Regions from separate parts of the Aedes aegypti genome. Here region 2 is linked to region 1. Evidence: chromatin contacts called from public Hi-C data. All regions are on one chromosome and are shown on one strand. The core of a region is the stretch at or near the end of the contact, and the rest is flanking DNA. Distances in the headings are between cores, read along the strand shown. Region 1 has its middle 230 kb from the start of LOC23687430. Region 2 holds the start of LOC110677254 (homeotic protein spalt-major).

Region 1 (3,150 bases), core at 393-2,892:
TCGGTTCTAATTCAAATAATAACTATTTTTATTTAATCGTTGATTATAATTTGTAATAAGGATGAATTCCTACATCCCAGATTTTATTCATATTCTTATGTGATTTACGAAATGCTTAATGCTTTGGATATATTCTGAAATTAATAAAAAACAACAAAAGAAATATATTCGACAATAAATGCAAATCCAAATAAAAAGCAAACAGACTTTTCGTATGTTGTTTAAACGTCTTATGAGTACATTAGAGAATGATAACTATTTCCTTTTGGTGAAATAAATGATCATAGAACAATGATTGTTGTATGAATTTTAATTTTCAGTGTTTTTCGAGTTTTGCACATCTTTGTTCAGGCAAAATGAAGTAGAATTTTAAAAATTAGCACAATCCAATGTAGTTTATACTTTCAGTCAAAGTTTGTAGCAATACTATGATTTTTAAATTATAAAAATTTAAAACGATTTCCTCAATAAAGTTTATTTAAATTATGCATATTGCAACCTGTTTTGAAGCATCTCTTCAGAATCGATATGTTGGTTTGATTGATTATATTATATTATTTCAGTTATAATACTAATGTTGATTATTGATATCCCAATTCAATCGATAAATCTAATTGTAAAGTGCGTAGCATCTTTACTACTACGTATGAATTGCATACGCCACTGGCACCCGTCGCAGCTGAGGCTCATCACAGTAGTGCCTGCAAGCAAGGTACATTCAGTTCCTGCAGAAACGGGTTCTCTCTTATGCAACTCCATCCGGACTGCCTTGGGCCACCGCAAAATACCGCTCAAATCTCGCCAGGCTCTGCCCGATGTGTGTAAGAGAGCCACCATTCCGGGAACCAACCAGCGTCGTTGTTCTGCAAGCCTTCGTTAGCCGTCGGAAGAGAATGTGTAATAAAAGAAAATTAATAAACAAATCATAATTCAAAGAGACCACCTTCTTCATGTTTCCAGTGTTCGTGTATGCATATTTATGAATTCATATAAGACCAAATTCCAACACAACTGTGCCGTACACATTTCGATATACGATTTCCCCTCTGCATACAAGCGTACATTTCCCCTCAATCGAGGCAACTATAAAACAATCCAGGTTGATATGTGTGTAGTCATCAATTGCATTGTGTGCATCAGAGGGGAAGGACACGCCCACTTGAAATCTAGTAGTGTTGGTTCAACCATAAAAATGTTTGAAAGTATTGTCGCAACTCACACCATTGCACGAATTGCCGCAAACTGGAATTAAATTTGATCGCACCGAAAACTTTAGATTCAGTGGTCTTTCGGTTTCTGCATTTGTACACTACCTTCGCGGCAAGGTTGAGAGGCTAAGAGCTAGTTTTTTATCGTTGTTTTCGTTACAGCAAAACCTCGAACTCTCCGCTGATTATGATTCATTCGTCATTCTGAGGGTCTTCAGCACGTGGGAGGGGTAGGACACCAATAGGTGTCATGGAACCCAGTCTTTGCTAAGAGTATTCGCAAAGGCTCTTGCTATACCGAGAGCTCCAGATCTGGGCACTCGTGAAAGAAGAAACCGGAGAGTGAAAAATCAATAATTTTAATAGTGCATCGTTCAAACACACATACCCACGATGTTCGATGGTTGCTCTCGCAAACTACTTCAGAAATACATTCTCGCATACGCACGAACATCTGAAGAGACCAGTTCTGATCCTGCGAACCGGCAATTCCCGCCAACAGCGACCAGCCAAAAGGGTACATCATTTATATGTATATTAAATATTAAAATGATGACATTAGGATTTCATCTCGTGTGTTGTGTTACATGAAGAGCTGCAAGATATCCCACCCGTCGGTTCCAGGGTTTCAGAGCTTGTGCAAATTGTAGACCACCATACATATTGAGACCGTCGCTCATGTCAATCGGGGCCGTCGGGTTTCGTTTCGTTCGGTTGAAGAAAAAGGGGCGGAGTGTATTTCGCTCTTTGCGCTCGATGCCGATTATTATTTCTGTTATTACCGACGCTGTCTTGGGTTGTGTATCTTATCTTTTTATATTTATCATTACATCAAAATCGAATATGAATATCGACACGAATATGCAATGGTAGTATACAACCGTTTCGACCGTTCCTTCGGCGAACCATCCGAGCAGTAGTGCTATATCGATCCGTGAGCATTGGTATAGCTATTTATTTTCCTTGCAAAAATTCCTTAGCTTATTGAACATGCTATTAAAATAAATCATCGACGGCATCATCGCCAATCGCGTGATCGGTAATTTCACCCTTGGGGTTAATTTTTCGTTGCCTTGCATCGTCACAAGAGATGAGTTAAGCAAGAAGACCGAAATAGTTTGAATGGCTCAGTTTGGCGAGTACAAAGTTGATTGCATTTGGGCTGCAACTCAAATGCAAATTATTCTATATAAATATACATGCCAAAATTTATCTATCCAAATTCAATTTATATGTTTTAAACGCAAAATGATTTTCTACATTTCCCTGATGCTGTACATAGGAGAAGCGAGATTTAAATCACCTGGTTTTATCAAGATACCTTTTATTAATTTTATTAATCAAGTAATTGGAATTGCTAAGAAACTTAGCTGAAACCTTTTCTAAGTTAAAGCGTTGTCATCATAGGCTATTATATGAAAACCATACCAAAATCAAATGGTCTATGTATATAAAATCGTTTTTTTTTTCTAGCTAGAGATCAGTTTCAGGACTATGTTTTCATAATCGGACGTTTTAACGTTTTTAACGTTTCGTCGTTGATTTTCATTTGCATACATTTTGTAAAGTTGATGCGTCAATAAACTAGTTTTCTATGATTTACCACTAACAAATATCTAAAAATCGAAAAACAAATTTCGGTGATAGGATACTTGTAAATCAATAAATCCATAGCGAGAAAACAATCTGTTGGATCAGACAGCATGTGATAGAATACTTGAAGTATTAGATGATGGAATCGCATTTTTTTTTTTTGCTTTACATGCAAAGTTGCTGAATTTGCAAAGCTATATTGCAGTTACCTATATATTTTTTTTCGAATGTCTGTGTTCAGACCATTATGAGTTTAGAACATTTGACAAACAAAATTATGTATACAGAACCGCGTCTAGGTTTGAAACCAAGGGTAGGAGACAAACGTTGGCACGTATGTTGTGCACAC
Region 2 (3,150 bases), core at 405-2,904, 270 kb before region 1:
GTGGAGACGCAGGGGTAAATTCGGTCTCTAGTAATAATACCAAGTAATGTTGGTCCCTGCTCAGGTGACCGTGGCGGGCGTCGTTAATGGTTTCATAATGTTTGAAATACTGGAAAGTGTACATTGAAGATGGCACACTACTCCCAAGCCACTACTGTTGATTCTTTGTGCAATGGCGATCACGGAGTAGCAACTACGAATTGTATGGGCATTAATGCTCATGCTTATGCTCATTCAACATTACCTCAAATTTTACTAGGGTCATAAATGCTCAAATTTCGTGTCGTTCAGAGGTCTGCATAAATTATGTCACGCTCCAAAGAGCAGTAGGTGGTCAGGTATTGTATGATTATTCTTACAAAAAATTTTGAAGCCTCATTCAAAAAGTGTGATAAGAAAGGGATTCGAAAAAGTCTTAATTTAGCGTGACATAATTTGTATTACGTGTTTTGTAGACAGTACCTTTTTGAATATTATTTTTGAACGCAGTTTTTAGTAGTTATCTCAACAGGTTTTTGTCACTTACAACACCCCTCACTTTCGTGTGTACTATAATATTTTCAGAATTAGTGGTTTGCAGAATGGAATTCAAGAACATAACTGCCCTCTACGATATGAGAGAATGCTGCTGGTGCAATTTGTGGAACCACTAAATTAGAATTGATTATTATTTTCATCATATTTATTAACAAGATTGAAGTATAAGCAACGAATGATTTGTATTCAGATTTGGATACGAACAAACAAAATCATAATATTTGCTCATCTAAAACACAATAAACCGCACTTATTCCAACCAATCATATCACAACAACACCACCAACCTCCCCCAAGCCAAATCAATTTGAAAACCACCCCAAAATGCACGCGGCTCGTACGTCTCACTAATACACGATCAAGTCCTGAAGGTCCTCCTTTTCCGATGTGCTTATTAATAATATAACGAAATTATCAAAATGACTCCACCTTTCTGTCATAATAATAAATTGTTTATGATATTTTTCCTTCTATCCCTCTTCCACGACTGCACACACGGCCACATCAAGTATATGAAATTGGAATCGAAAACATAGTATTGGTGCACCTTCTCCGTCTTTGGATCTTCCTTACGAGCCATCGCGAGCAATATGTTGTCTTTTTCTGGTCAATGCGCCATCCGATCCATCCTTTTCACCAGCAGGAGGCCACGGTTTGTCCAATTCCTTGATTATATTTATGTTTATGCTTTATGAAAGATAGGCGAGCAAAAGAAGAACTACGAGGCTTCAATAAATATTATGATTCGTGTATGTTCTATCGCTGAGCACACCGTTGTAGAAACGCCATGCAACAGACAGACAGACAGCTCGAGAGTTTTCCAAGCTCTGATGGTGTGTCGTGGAAAACGTTCGGTTTCTGATGCTGACTGTGCAGTGCTCGAGAGGAATTTTCACGCTCTCATTTGTGCATGTTGCTTTTGGTTCCACTACAGCTAGACATTGATGATGATGTTGGTTTTGGACAATGGTATTGGTGAGCATTTTCGTGTAGCGTTTGTTCAAATACGTCGTATGGCTGGTGGTGGGGATGGACCAAAATTGGGGTGGGGATGAGCCATACTTCGATGCGAAATTCAGGCTTTCAATGTGGTGTTGGTTCAGTGGTCAGACCAGTCTTAGCGCTGTCGTCGTAGAAGTAATTGGTTCCTTTGTCAATATTATGTGGAAGTTTGTTTAGTAATGTTTTGTAGTTTACGGAAACGCGATCTCTGCTAAGAGGAGCCAAGTTAGCGTATTTTTGTAGCGGGAGAGCGGTTTATGATACACGAGAGATTTTCGCCCTTCTTTTATCATAGAAGAAAAACAATATCAAGAGCGAGTAGAAAAAAAGCAAAGAGAATTGCTTTCTCGACCGAGATTTGATCCTCGAACGCTGTGTCAGAGTGAAGTGTAAAATTATTTGTGTTTTTTATCGGCTCGTCCATCATACACAACCGGGTGTATGCTCGCGCGCTCCCTCTCTGTCTATCTAGCTCTATGTATCTCTCCGTCTCGAATTCAATCGATTTTGACTTATCGACCGAATGGCTCGCTTAGCATATAGTTTTAATCAGTAGTACCGCGTTGATTGTTGAATGATGTGGTCGAAAACCGCAAACGTAAGCGAGTGAATTTTTAATAGCATACAAAAAACAATTATTCTCCGAGCACACGGCCGGCATTGGTAGTTCGTAATGGAACGTCAAGCAGAGTGACACGCCGAGAGTGATCCAATGAGTTTTCAATGATCAATCGAGAAGATAAGTTGGCTGAAAGATTTCGGTTTCACGTGCAGTGCTAAAGATGAAGACACCTTTCACAAATAATGCAGCATACATAGAAGTGTGACTAGCGATATTAAAACAAACGAATCAAACTAGTGCAATAAATAGTTAAAAAATACACTACAAGTGATGTACATGTCTAAGATTCGTTTATAATGCCGATAAAAGTGAGATTTTGATAGAATATCAACAACTGGACAGTGCTGAGAAATGATTCAGGTCGACTCTGTTGGATACTCAAGAGTGAAGGATGAATCAAACAATGATGAAGGTGATTTAAAAGCTTATTTTATTGATAATAATAGATGATACCGTAAAATCGGGTGTAATTGATCAGAAGGGTGAAATTGATCATCGTATCACACGATTTTATTTATGCGTAGTGGAGCACAAATATCAATGTAAGCTGCAGTAAATGAACGTTGTTTGTCGTAACTATTGTCGAATTGTGTGTTGTGAAGTTTTTTGCATTAAGGAATGTTTATTACTATGAAAATAATGTAAAATTTCCAAATCATGCACGGTACAGTATTGACAAACACCTAGAAACTTCTATTTTTAAGCAAAGATTTAAACATAGTATGAACCTGAAAGTTTGTGAGGATGCTTGAGATATATCCGCAAAGCAGATTTCATCAAAAAAATTCGTACCAATTAGCTCAAATGGTTGAAATAATTGAATTTCTGTTTGATATCATTGATTTCCTTAGGAAATTGCATACATTTAGGCGTTTTCCGCGTAATTCTTGAAATTTATCTATTCGTTATTTATATAAATATTGCATTGTTAAGATTTTGACAAGCATATTCGGATTCAGGGTGCTCAAATTTATCATGTAGAGTTGTTT

The links. A called contact is a pair of places that touch in the nucleus more often than the background predicts.
Region 2: a Hi-C map of whole pupa shows a contact between it and region 1, with 6 times the contacts expected there. The contact joins the promoter of LOC110677254 here to the enhancer-like site in region 1. A contact is called at or near these places in 2 of 2 Hi-C or Micro-C datasets (whole body and whole pupa).

The regions. Positions count from the first base shown.
Region 1 is chr2:473,618,098-473,621,247 of AaegL5.0, reverse strand. No RefSeq gene overlaps it. Among protein-coding and RNA genes, the nearest start is that of LOC23687430, 230 kb to the right of the region's middle. Within about 2 kb of position 1,642, at least 3 of the 3 cell types and tissues checked have open chromatin away from gene starts, as enhancers often do.
Region 2 is chr2:473,890,992-473,894,141 of AaegL5.0, reverse strand. It overlaps LOC110677254 (homeotic protein spalt-major), which reads left to right and starts at 1,654. Exons shown (of 5, transcript XR_002501055.1): 1 at 1,654-2,573.